2 separate regions of the Canis lupus genome follow, and region 1 is linked to region 2. Evidence: chromatin contacts called from public Hi-C data. All regions are on one chromosome and are shown on one strand. Each heading gives the region's core, a stretch centred on a gene start, on an enhancer-like site or on the middle of the called end of the contact. The rest is flanking DNA. Distances are from core to core; before and after follow the strand shown.

Evidence for each region. Hi-C and Micro-C count contacts between places; a contact is called where the count stands out from the background.
Region 1: a contact with region 2 is called in a Hi-C map of liver, with 2.9 times the contacts expected there. The contact joins the enhancer-like site here to the promoter of FBXO43 in region 2. A contact is called at or near these places in 6 of 9 Hi-C or Micro-C datasets (amygdala, blood, liver and 1 more).

The regions. Positions count from the first base shown.
Region 1 is chr13:2,515,681-2,522,256 of UU_Cfam_GSD_1.0, forward strand. It overlaps ANKRD46 (ankyrin repeat domain-containing protein 46), which reads right to left. Exons shown (of 5, transcript XM_038555201.1): 2 at 4,971-5,071; 3 at 2,324-2,661; 4 at 1,010-1,168. The coding sequence starts at 2,634. All of the region lies in intron 1 of LOC119874426 (a long non-coding RNA gene), which reads left to right. Among named protein-coding and RNA genes, the nearest start is that of ANKRD46, 23 kb to the right of the region's middle. Within about 2 kb of position 3,766, at least 3 of the 20 cell types and tissues checked have an H3K27ac peak or open chromatin away from gene starts, as enhancers often do. A contact at or near this core is called in liver, where this site is marked.
Region 2 is chr13:2,164,799-2,172,087 of UU_Cfam_GSD_1.0, forward strand. It overlaps FBXO43 (F-box only protein 43), which reads right to left and starts at 2,979. Exons shown (of 6, transcript XM_038555193.1): 1 at 2,467-2,979. POLR2K (DNA-directed RNA polymerases I, II, and III subunit RPABC4) reads left to right here and starts at 3,061. Exons shown (of 4, transcript XM_038555194.1): 1 at 3,061-3,213; 2 at 3,821-3,890; 3 at 4,627-4,719; 4 at 5,357-5,830. The coding sequence starts at 3,830. The coding sequence ends at 5,379.

The DNA of each region.
Region 1 (6,576 bases), core at 2,516-5,015, 350 kb after region 2:
CCAGCACATGAAGAGGAAGGAAAGCAATCACTGGTACAATGGAATCAAATTAAGGGTCAACTATAAAAAATAGAGAGGATTTCAATTAGAGCTCACAGAAACCAGGATCCCAACAGTCGGAATGGACTATATGATCTTATTTCTAAGTCCTGATCAGTCAAGCTCCTGGGTCAACAGCTGATGAAGGCCCTTGAAATATATTCCACTGAAAATTTTGAGAGGAAACAATAGTAGGTTGATCATCCTTCCTACCTTGTAGTTTGTGGAAGGCTGAAACTCCATGGCAGCCAACAGACTCCATGCTAGCACAACTCAGTCTGACCTATGCACTTGACCTGGTGAGCCAGTGGGGCCAGGAGGAAAGACAGTTTGTCACCTTTTCAGAGCTCCCTGAACTGTGTTGTAAACTGCTCCTACATGAGAAATGAGATACTGAAGGCCCTATCCATTGCTACATCTTAGCTTCAGTTACTGATAGGAGCCCAAATGTCATTTGTTCCAACTCATGGGAAAGTTACTTTCACTTTCACATTACTGAACTGTGTGTTTAGTCTTCATTTCTCTTCTTGTTTTACTTTTCCCCAGCACTCCACTTGCCTGCCTTTCAAATGGCCTTTCTGGTCTTCTAATGTTGTCCAAGTTCCTAGCCTTACTTATCTTTCTCCTTTTCTGAAGTCCATTCTGTTTGTGACCTGCACTTAAAATTCTCAAACTTTTGTGTCCTTCCCTCATATTCAGCTCTTAACCACCTCTTGTCCCTGGTGCTGACAATACTGCAGGCTTCCTTGCACAAGGGAAGACAGAACAGTACATGCATGTGGGCACGTAGTACTTTCTGTTAATAGCCTCTCAATTGTAATCTGGAGCCATACGGGCCTATATAAAGTTCAAAGAAAGTGTATCAAAGCTCCGTACTTGAAAGCAAATAAATAGAAAGCTCACAGAGTTGTCATAAAAGATCCAAGGACTTAAAGTGACTTGCCCCTTAAAAAATTAAATTGTTAAGTACCTTTCACTCTCAGCTGTCTGCATGGTCTCCAGTTTTGAGTGAGCTCCTCTGTTAAATCCTTTCACCTCCTGTTCTTCCAAAGATTCTAGCAATCGGATGACATCTTTATTCACTCCTCTGCGCTTTGCCAGAACCAAGGGTGTAGCACCTTGATGGTTGCTAAAAAAGTTCATAAATATAAAGAGGTCATTATACACCTGGATTATATTGTTAGTACCCATTTGTGTAGATCTCAGTGATAAAGGCATGGGCTGAATTGACTCAAAGCCCAGAGCAGAACCAATGACTGAATTGGAACTTGAATTCTGAATTAACCTATTTTTTTCCTTATAGGGAAAAAGGAAAGAAAACACAGAGGCAAAAGAGTAAATAGCTGAGAATAAATAAAAGAAAAAGAGGGCAATTTCTTAAAAATTGGAAAATTCTAGATTCTAGATTCATTCTTATCTGACATTTACATTTTATGGCAATAGAGCATACATATTTTTAAGGATTAAAAATAAATAAAAGCCCAAAGCAACTAAATAAGCTACTTTGATTCACCTAGCTATTTAACACTAATAAGAGAAGATAGCCAAACAGCAGTGAGTCCCATAGCCAATTCCCACCACATCTATCCATTACATCTGCCGTCTTTTTCAGATTTAGGTATAGTATAGAACCAATAATCAAGGCAACATATAAGTGCAGTTTAAAGGTCAAGCTCAGTTTTAAAGATGGTCTGAAACCTTTTCCACTCTAGAGACAAGGTATCACTAAAACACTACTTCTTGAAACTACTCACTATAAAAAGGACTCTGAGACCCAGAGAGGTTACGAAGCTAGCATGGTATATTACATGATAGAAGACTAACAATTTGGAATCAGACAGAATGAGGTTCAAATTCCAGCTGTGTGGCCTCTTTGTTTAAACCCTTGTCTCAACTACTACATCTGTAAAATGAAGATAACACCAACCTCAAGAGCTATTCATTCTAAGGATTAAATGAGCGAATGTAAGTAAACACAGCACAGATTTTCAAAAAAATGTTAGTTCCTTTCCTCTTTTTCCCTTGTCTGACAATACATGATTAATTAGTAGCAGAACTTCACCACTGTCTTCATAGAAAAACTTGTGCTGCTTCAGCATAAATCTAGAAGTCAGCCTCTTGTTTCCTCACTCCTCTAATGAGATTACCTTGTCCTCCATTCCTTGTTGAACTTGTCACTGCAGCTGATCAATGAGAAAGCAGAATTGATCGACTCAGATTGGACCACTGGTTGACAAACTAATGTGAGGAAATGACTAGACTTCAGAAACCACAGAGAACTTACCAAATATCAATTTTGAGTCCATTGGAAACTAAGAATTGAATAGTATCCACGTGGCCACAGAGATGGAGAGCTGTGTTTCCTTGATAATCTGTGGCCAGAAGATCAGCACCAAATTTATGCAACAGCTGGCAGATGTCTACATTCCCTCTGGCTGCTGCGAGGTGAAGGCCTGTTCTGCCCCTGCTGTCACGAATATTTGGGTCAAAGCCGCTTTCCAAAAGCCGCTTGGAATAGTTAAAGTCTCCATCAATACAGGCTTGTAGCAAGGGCACATTAGTCTGAGACGAATCATTTACAAAAACGTAGGACATTATTCTGGTGAAGTGGATGGAATATGCCTGTAATGAAGCATAAGGTGAGTGAGATTTGGGAAAGCCAAACTAAATCACCACAATGAAGTCATTTAGAGAAGCACTATTTCTCTTCCTTCTTAGCCTCCTGCCTCTAATAAATTACCTCACCAAAAAGAAACAACAAAGTTATCAATTGTATTTTATTTCCCATTACAATGTCTTATTTTCTTCATATCTGCTTGATCAAAATTGCAATTAAATTACTATAAAGCTCTATTTTGCTTTTCATTATGTAAAAAGATTAAGAGAGATCGTTAATGGTAAGCAAGATATAATTGCTTAAGTTTAAGTTTACTGCATTATCAGAAGACATATAGAACATGATCCTTAAATTTCAAACACATGCTATTGCTGGTAGAGATTCTAACTCAAAACAAAGCATATTTTTCACATATTTGCCTTTCATTATATTTGAGATATTCTACATGGTCAAAAGTTAACTAAATCAGCATGAAAAAAACAATGAAATAACTTAATTCATATTCAATAAAGACCTGCTGAATGTTCTGTCTATAGCACAAACTTCCAATTTTCATAGAGAAAAGCTAAGAAAAGCAACAAACTGAATTTTAAAATTGGAAATACCATGAAATCAACTCAGACTGTCTTCTTTACAGTATTGATTCTATTCTGCTATTCTGTGATTATCTAAATATCAGATTTTGCCAAACCCCCATTGTCTAAAGCCGGAGACATGAAGAAAAACAGGTCTGTCTGGGAATACAGAGGCAGCACAAAGGCAGCAATCTGAAATGTGCCCACTCCAAATTTCATTTCTGAGTAACCTAGCTTCACCAGTGTCCATACCTCTTTCTCTGATTCCTCCCTGCCCCAGCAGTCTCTTGGTTTGTGTGTATGTCTCCCTGACACCCTCTTGGTCCATTTAAGGAAAAATTAAAGCCTGCAAAACAAACCTAAAAAACTGAAGAGAAAACAAACCAAAAGAAGAAAACACAAAAGCAGAGACCAATATGTTTATAGAGATGACTCCCTGACTCTACAGTTACAAAAGCTGAGTCACAGACAGGGTTGGCTTGTAATCTGTCAACAAAGCCTTTCTTTCTGGAACACTGATGGAACCGGATGTTAGACTAATCTATTCTTGTGTCTAACCTCAAGGGGATTCAGGAAAGCATGGCTATGGAGTTTGGTGAGATTCTTGGCCACCACTCCTTTTAGCCTGGTTTTCCCAGCAGAGCCACAGGCCCTCTAGAGGTGGGCTACTTTCCATGAGAGCTCTGCTGCCTCCAAGGGTTCTCTGTGCAAAGGAGAAACATTAACACACACTAGGCCTGTTCTAAGACCGGCATCGCACCCAGGGCACCAAATGACTTTTACTTAATCTTCCTAACAACTCTATGATAAGGGTTATTATACTGAATTTTAGTAAGGAGACACTGAAAGATGTCAAGCCAAGGAAATGGCATGGTCTTATTAGGTTAGTCTTTCAGAAAGATTACTCTGTCGGCAATAGGGAAAGGTTAGATTAGAGTGGGTCAAGGCTAGAGACTGGGAGATGGAGGTCACTGTTGAAATCCAGGCAAGAAATGATGACAGTCTGATCTAAAGCAGTGGCAGAGAGAAGGGAGTAAACTGGAGAGGGACAAAGAAGATAGAATTAGCGTAACTTAATGACATGCTGCATATAATGGGTGAGAAGGAGTTATTAAGGATAATTCCAAAATTGGGAAATCTGCTAATGATTAAGAATTACAGAGATCAAGATAAAAGACTTCAGATTATGACACTATATAATGCTTTTTAAAGAAATTAACCCATTGAGGAGAAATTACTCATTAAAATAGTTAAGAATTCTCTTTCGAGGGTAACCTCCCAATTTTCCCCTACAGTAGTCACAGAATTCAGTCATTTAAAAAAGGACAAAGTTATCAGAAGCATTTTAAAAAATAAAATGCCACATATCAAGTGCTTTTCAAGAGATAACATGTTTTGTTAAATTCTCTTAAGAATAGATAATGAAAAACAAGCTACTTGATAGTTTTGGTTCTAACACAGAAAGAATTCTTGTGGTTTGAGGATTTGGGATTCTTCTGAATGTTGGCTCAGTGGAAGAAAAAAACGCCTTTCTTGCTTATTTATTTTTTTAAGTGAGAATAAGTGTGGTGTATTTTGTGATTTTCATTGTGTCCTTGAGAAACTAACTTTACATTAAAATTTAATAAGGCCAATGATAGATAACATTTTTATCTTGATCACAGAACTGAATGTGCCATAAAACAAAGCATCTAAGCTTTCACATAGTGTGAGGAAGTTGAAAGTAGAAAAATACTCACGTAAGCGTGAAGATTAGATCTTTCTTTCCGTGGTCACCCAGCAGTTTCTCTGAATTCTTAAGTAGGTTCAACAGAATATCCAGAAATGTGATGGCAAGGATCTATAGTAAAAAGAAACTTGAGTTATAGCAAGGGTGCAACATGAAGAAAGTCTAGCTGTTCTATTAAAACATAGAGAAGCTGGTGGGGCCTGTGAATATTCTCCAGAAAATCTATGAGTAAGGCACCAATTTGTGAGGCTAGTAGTAACTGACAAATAATGAGGCAGTGAAAAGGGAGAACAGAACTAAGGAGTGGTTCTGTTATCCACAAACAAGAAAGCATGGTCAGAAAGACAAAAGAAAAAGAATCAAATTATGTGCCATCAGTAGAAGACAAACTGGACTCTGAAAATAGATTCTAAATGACTGGGATTCAGAATGCATACTTTTCACATTATAAATGGTGGCTAGGTCTCAGAGTAGCCCACAAAAGCATTTTTAGAATTAAAATGCTATCTGCATGGGAGGAAAAGTAAAAACAACCAATATTTATATTTAAACCAAGCAGGATACATTTAAGGAAAAGTATTTCTAATCCATCTTGAATGCTAGAACTTAAATCTCCTTATGAGACTGTTCTTCTGCCCCTTTTGCTCTTCAATGTGAAAGAAAAATCAGCTCAAGTCTATTTGCCATCTTTTCCACATGCCAGTCTTGCTCCTCCTGAAACGTGCTGCTGCCCCACCTTTATGCTCTTGCTGGGACCCCTTCAAAACTCCCCTCTGCACTCAGAGACACCTCAAGGACCTTGTCTGCCCCACCATACTCTTCTTGTGAGGAATCATGGAAGTAGGGTCATGCACAGGCAGCAGGGGACCACCAAAAAAATCAGTATTAATTCATAAAACAGTTACTATGTGCTCAAAATGTGACAGATACTATGTGAAGTGGTAGGATATAAAGATTACAACCTGAATTTGTAGCTCAGGATGAGATTTAGGTTAAACTTTTACTGGTCATTCATGCTCAATATTATCAAATCCCTTTTTAAAAAACCTTGTATGGGAAATAATGTTATTTTATGAGGCTCCATTTAAATATGTAAGTCAAGTTGAATCATAAGGGTTATCAGTGCTAAACTGGAAGATGAGGGCTGACAAATTATATGTACCAATTTAGACACACTTCAAATTACTGAGCCACTTAATCCATTTCCTTGCATAAATATTCTTAGTTCACCCAAAGCATAGTACCTTTATACTGACCACTTGGGGTTGAATCTCCATAACTAAGGCCTACCTCTGATATATGATTTTCAATCTTAAAATGGTGCAAGTGTTACTCTGAAGAGAGTACAGTTCACATTATGAAAAGGACAAGCTTTGCTTCTCATTTGGAGATAGAATTATAGATTACATAGTTACCTTTTCAAATGACCTGTTAAATTCGTAAGATAGTTCCTCAACTGATGGTTCCCAGAAGGTCAGTTGTTGGGGGAATGGATTACACAGGTGATGAGGATTAAGGAGTGCACTTGTGATAAGCACTGGGTGTTGGATGGAATTGCTGAATCACTATAGTGTACACCTGAAATTAGTATTATACTGTATGTTAACTAACTGGAA
Region 2 (7,289 bases), core at 1,729-4,228:
ATGAAGAATTTGGGATGCATCTAAGAGTCTGAAGTTGATCCTCTAGGTATCGTAGAGCATTTTAATTTTAGAAAGATCACTCTGGCAGAATGGAGAACAGAAGAAAAAGAGCTGAGGGTGGTGGCAAAGAGACCACTTAGGAAGCTACTGCATGACTCTGGAAGCCAGTGGGGAAGAAGCTAGACTCAACACTCAGCAGAACCAGGTGCATGGGGCAGGGATTGAGGAAGCACAGAAGACAGGTTTGGAAGAAAATAAGATGAACTTAGTATGAGGTCGTTAAGTTTCAGGCACCTGTAAGACTTAAGGTAAGGAATTGGTGAATTACACATGCTTCAAGATAGCACCTCTCTGAAGACACCCACACATACCCAGGTAGAGTAATGCCCTCTCTAGCTCTTCAGACAAATCTCTATTATGGCCATTTTGCCCTTTCCCCTACAGCATTTGCAATCCTCCCTCTCTGCTGAATTTTCTCTGTGTAGTTTATCACCTCCTAAAAATGTTGTATTACCTGTTTAATGTCTGATCCTCCCTCTCACTATAATGTAAATAGGGCAGGGAATTTTGCCTATGGTTTTTTTTTTAAAGATTTTATTTATTTATCCATAGAGACACAGAGAGAGAGAGAGAGAGAGAGAGGCAGAGGAAGAAGCAGGCTCCATGCAGGGAGCCCAACATGGGACTCGATCCAGGGTCCCCAGGATCAAACCCCGGGCTGCAGGCGGCGCTAAACCACTGCGCCACAGGGGCTGCCCTTGTCTATGGTTTAAAATCCACACAATCCCAAATACCATTTAAACATTGCTCTTTTCTCTTTCTCTAGTTAATTTTTCTTTAGGTATTTTATTATGACGGAAGAACAAAAAAGTGTATCATAACTCCCTATCATTTAAAGAATAATTTTTTACTGCCCGCCCCCCCAACTAAAAGGGCGAAAGGGAACCTAGTTACATGTAGCTTGTCCTGGCTTTACTCATATTCCCCAAATATAAGTCACTGAGCTATATTTTCCTATTCTTTACCTACCATGGTCTTTGGCCTTTTTGCTTCCTTTTCTAGTTTGGATGTCACCCCATTACTTAAACCTCAAAATTCTAAAACCTGTTTTCCACAAGATCTAATTCTTCTTACAGGGACCATCCAGCAAAACATAAAGACTTTTCCAATCACCATGACATTCAGACTATGCAGAATAAGATCAAGGAAAATGAAAAACAGAGATTCAGAGAGGAAAATAGCAACTTGCATCTTCATTACCATATTTTAAGGAGTTAAAAGCACTAGTGTCCAAGATAACAAGACATCTGCCCTCATTAGGAGAGGGAAATGCAGTGATATCTGGCAGAGGGTAAGTTCTCAAGAGAGCTAGCTGTCAGGGACACCCAGGGCATGATCCTGGAGTCCCACATCCGGTTCCCTGCGTGCAGCCTGCTTCTCCCTCTGGTTGTTTCTCCCTCTCTGTGTGTGTCTCTTATGAATAAATAAAATCTTTTTTTTTTTTTTTAGTAAAAGGTGAAAGATTTATTCAATCTGAAGAGAAGCCAGAGTATAATAAATAAAATCTTTTTAAAAAGCTGTTAGCAATGATAATAGTTTACATTGGCTATGCTTCATTGTGATCCTAAGACTGTTGGTTCCTCCTGATAGGAAAGAGGGTGCTGGATTGAGAACTAGCATCAACATGGGCTCTTGTTGAAATTCTGGATCTCCTTGATAACACTTGTAATTACCCTACCCTTCCATAGGGTGCCAAGACCCATTTACATTCTACATGTGCTGATCCAATCTGATCCCCATAGACATCTAATTATGTACCAGAATCATCTTGATACCACAACTGGAGAGTTAGAATCTGGTAAATTTTGCAATGATTACTTTCTGGATCACTCCATCATCTTTCTCTTATGTTAACAATAGTTTTATCTAATAACTCTTGTAGGAAAGCCTATTTTGACTGTTCTATTGCATTTACCCCCTTTGGTTGAGAGGTGAGGTACTTTGTAAGAGAGGTAATGGTCAAAATTTTTATGCTGTACATCATTCTGTGAAAGAAGCTAGAAAATCCATTATGTTTCCCTGGAAATTAAATAACTGACAGCCAGGAAGACTGGAAAGCAAAGATCAAGTTAAATCTCCCAGCCCCATCTGTAGAGGTGAGATCAGTTGGAACTCCTTCTGGAAGTAAAAGAAGCTCAAGGTTCGCAGGTGGCTGGACGGGAGACTGGCAAACAATATATTCTGCTTAATAAGAAATCAAAGACGTTGCCGATGCCGGGGAGAAGGAAACCTGTTTCTCTGCTGAACTATAATCGCTATTAACAACTGATGACTTTCTAAATTTTGATTACTTCATTTACTTCTTCCTCCTAAGTAAAAGCCTGCTGTGAAAGCAGCAAACAAATGTACATATCGTGACCCCAATAGCTATTAGTCTCACTGATTTTGATGTTTCAGAAAACACACCTCCGCTGCGCAGATGGTTTTGTTTCATCCAGGGAGGAATACATGCGACGGCAGGAAGGTCAGTGCATAGTTACCCCTACCAATATCCCTCCGTTTTAGGTGGAATTAATTGATGTAGCTGCCTTCATACGGCCTTTGCTTTAAAACGAGTAAAAAGCATGGGACAGAGGGACGACAGGAGCCGACCAAAGTTTCGCAAAGCAAAACTGAAGTCATGTGAAGGATAGGGGGTGGCTGCTCCAGTGGCCCAGCACAGGTATCAAACAACTGCAAAAACCATCTGAAAAGTGCGATGGAGTCGCTGCTTCTGTGTTCCTCAGAGAGACGGTTGGCCTAGGACTCCGGGAGCACCGGCCGCTTCGCTTTCTCTTCTAACCCTCAGCCCTCCCGGAGAAGTGTTACTTTCTACTGACTTCATTAGCCAGAATATCTGACTTCCTTCCATCTGAGGAACTACTGAAATGCTTTGCTTTTCTGAAAAGTGAACTAAGTTGGGACAAAACTCGAACACTTCTCCACGCGGCCTAACAAAACGAACGCCCCCGGCTCGCCGCCTGAGCACCACCCGGGTCCTCGGCCACGCCCGGAGGCGGAAGGAGGGGCGGAAGGGGCGGGGACTCCATGCGACAGTTGCCGGCGCCGGAAGTTGGCTGCGACACGGGGACGAGCCGGAATCCGCTTCGAAGCTCAGAGTAGGAGGTTTCTCCGGGCTGCGTGGTCGGGGAAGTGGTTGGTTAGGATTTGGAGGTGGGTATTTGGATTTAAACTGGTAAGACCCTCAAGGTTAGAAAGGGTCAGTATGAGGTTAGAATTGGGAGGAGCTGGGGCTCGAGTGGGTGGTGTTAATCCTTTGTTCCGTTTCGTTCAGTTGAGCTGTTTGGCTTTTGAGAGTTTTTCTCCCTTTATTTTCGGTTCGCATAGCCCTTTGTTGAGGGATGTAATTGGCCTTCTGCTAAGTTTTGGAAATGTAGGACTTGCGTTACAATGGGGACGCAAGCTTTGCCGTCAGATTCCAGTGCCCCCTGCCTCGTCATAGCTGAAGAATCCTGCGCAGATTGACTTCTACAAGGCTGGGTTTCTTCATCTGTAAAGTAAGGGTAGTACTTCTAGGATTGTCGTAAAGGTGATAATGAAACAATATGTGTGAAATGTTGTTACTGTGTCCAGTTTGAGGCTAAGTGCACAAAACGTTGCGTTTTTGTTTCGTCCTTTAGCTCTACCCATTGGGTTTGAAAAAGCACAGGTTAGGAATTGGGACCTTTTTAGGTTTCCCTCGGAAAAATGGGAATTTTGGGAAAGTTGGATTTGTGAGGAGTCCCTTTGAGTTATTCAGTATTTGAGTCTGTGATTTCAGGGACTATCCATGGACACCCAGAAGGACGTTCAACCCCCAAAGCAGCAGCCAATGATATATATCTGCGGAGGTAAGAGTAGAACTAACGTAAAGTAGGAAGAGTTTTGAAATAATTACGCTTAACTTTGACTTCAGTGAGTAATCTTTAAAGTTATAAAGCAGAATACTAGCGACTGTAAAAAAAAAAAAAAAATTTCTATCACTAAGAGTTCATTTTCTCTCCAAGAAAAAATGCACTGCCCACAACTTTTTTCCTTTGCCCCTTAGTATATTGGTTGTTAAATAATAAAAGTTCAACTGAGTAAATTTTAAAGATGTGATAGGCTTTACTAATGGATTCATGAATCAGGCAGCATCCTGTCTAGGAAGTAGATGGGAGCTCCAAAGGGCTACAGAAAATTAAAGGTAGAGAGGAGTGGAAAAAAAATTATTAGCAAAGGATTCGTTGTTTCAGGTAAGGTCGCTGTTCTAAGGGGAAAGGAAAAGCAGTAAATTTTCTAATGCGGACAAGGACCATGTTAACTGGTCAGAGGTTACATTTCTGCAGGGTTGAAACTGCGGTTAGGTTATGTGTTAAGTCTTGGTCTACCGACGTGGCACCTTAACCTAAGTAAGGCCATTTGGAGCCTGTGGTTTTCTTCTTAACGTGGTCATAGCACCATACTCTTGGGATTGAGTACATTTTAGTGCTTTGGGTGAAAATATGGTTAGAAAAAAAAATTAAATAAAAAAAATATGGTTAGGATAATTTGCTTGTCTGTCATATTTTCCCTTTAGACATTGAATAAACATGCTTTCTTTTTTAGAATGTCACACAGAAAACGAAATAAAATCCAGGGATCCAATCAGATGCAGAGAATGTGGATATAGAATAATGTACAAGAAAAGGACTAAAAGATGTATCCTTTTACCTTGTTACATATGAAGGGGGTGGAAGTGAAGAATAATGCTCCAGTGCTTTGAACTACTTACCAAAAAGGGGGGGCATGATTAGGATTTTTCATAATCCTTTTATTTTTATTTTCATAATAAAAATTAATCCTGTGTAGAGGCATCTACTAAGTATCTAAATACTAGTTCTCATAAGTCCATTTTTCAGGATCTGTATTTAACTTATTTTACTTATACTCCTTCTTGAGTTTAAGGACAAACTAAATTATACAAGGAGAAATACAAATATTGTGAATGAATGCTACCTAATGGAAAAAGTGAGGCTTACAAATTAGCTAAAAGACTGAAAGTACATTGTTATGTGGTTATTAATATACAATTACAATATTTTTTAAACCAGTAAGTTATCTTGCTAACATTACTTTAGGGGTTTTTGGTGCATTGGTCTTTCATATCATGGAAAGGGGACTAGTAAAAATTGAAAAACATTTTTTTAAGTTCATTTCCAACTGCCATAGTAAATAGTTCATTCTTTTTTGCATTTTAGATTAAATAGCTATTGCAAAGAGAAAGTGACTTGGAAGTGTTAAATCCTTCGTACAATTTTTAAATATGCTTTTTGTCCTTAATTTCATTTTAATACAGTGGTGGTTTTTGATGCTCGATGAAACATGGAGTTCAGAGGATTATCTTCGTTTGTACCTGGATTTGCTGTTAATGTTGTATAGCCTTTGATTAGTGTATATATCTTTATGAATACAAATACACATGATTTCATTTTAAAATCCATCTTGTATTTAGGTATCAATAGTTTCTATAAAGAAAAGCTTTTTGTTCAATAATTGATAATAATTTACTTTTATTGTATATATAATCTGACACAGGGTGAAAAAGTGCTTCCTTAAACCACACTTTTAATCAAGGCTTAGAATCTTGTGGGGGCCTTGTTAAAAATGAAGTTTTCTAGGGCTCTTTGAAGATCTGATTAAGTAAGTTCCTTGGAAACTACTGTTTTACATCACCAAGTCTGTAAACTCTCCAGCATCATTTTGTTCTGTGTATACTAATGTACTTAGCATGAATGCATTATTTTGAGTTAAATTTTTCATTTTTCCTTGATATAGGCCTTCTGTATTTGTATACAATGCTTGACTATGTTTTTAAATATTGGCTGAGGGTGGGACGCCCAGGTGGCTCACCAAGTGAGCGTCTGTCTTTGGCTCAGGGCGTGATCCCGGAGTCCTGGGATTGAGTCCCAAATCAGGATCCCTGCATGGAACCTGCTTCTCCCTCTGCCTATGTCTTTGCCTCTCTTTTTGTGTCTCTCATGAATAAATAAATAAAATCTTAAGTACATTTTGGATGAGGGAAAAGAAACTTTAATGGTTGCATCTGTAAAGCAAAATCAGCCCTAAGTAAAGTACATGAAGCAGATTATTAAGGCAGGTGTAGTTTCTGGGATGTAATCAGAATTCTGGTAAAAAATTCTGCTTTCAGGATATTAAAAAAAAATTGGGACTGGTTTACATTGACCTGTGGATAAATGTTTAAAACTTTCACATTAATCTTAGGGATATGGAAACTAAGATACTCCCATTTGCTCCAGGATTCCATCATTCTGGGATGCCATCTGACATTCATTTCGAAGATTAGATATATTCTACCTTCACTAATAGCTATGTGCGTCTCTGAATATTCAAAAAATTGTGCCATTTTTTAAAACACCTGAATTTCTACTGCATCCTTGAATACCAAATTCTATATTTTTTTTATGTGCTATACAAAATGCTACCATGCTCAGATTTTTAAAGAGTGCTTCCTAAGTCCAGGTTCTCCTTTAGCCGTACCTTTCATAATTTTGTAATTCAGCTATATTCCTCCTTGACCTTGTCTTTTTTAGGCAGGAGAGTCCCAATAAATATGCTATGACGTCCCCTAAACAAACCCTAACACTTCAGATAATGTTGCTCTTTAACTGTTTTGATTTTATCATAGGTTTTTTTACTTATCTTTGGTTTAATTGAATATTATTTGGTTAACTAGACCATGGTTTAATGGAAATAGTATTACCACTGGAACTCAAGAGCAGCATTTCAAACAGTTACCTCTTTGTGTCCCTTTCATCTATAAAATGGAAGTAACTTTACCTCTTGCCCACTGGGACAGTTTTTTTAAAAAAGGTAAAATAGAAATAAATTGCTTTAAAAGATTGCTTTGGGGGTGCCTTGGTGGCACAGTTGGTTAAGCATCTGACTCTTGGTTTCAGCTCAGGTCATACTCTCAGGGTGGTGGGATTGAGGCCGAGTCAGGCTCTGCACCCAGTCTCGAGTCCGCTTGGGACTCTTTCACTCTCTCCCTCTGCCCCCTTCCTCCCCTCCATACACTCACTCTCTAAAAAATAAATCTTAAAGACAGTTTCAAATAGTGCTCTATAAATATCAGCAAATCTGAGCTTAAAGTTAACATATAACATGTCCTCTGCTTAAACTGCTTGCCAATAACTACGACATGCATATCCATGAGAAAAGCATGGAAATTGGTTCAGATTCAGCCCCTGCTGCTCAGTGACTAGCTCATT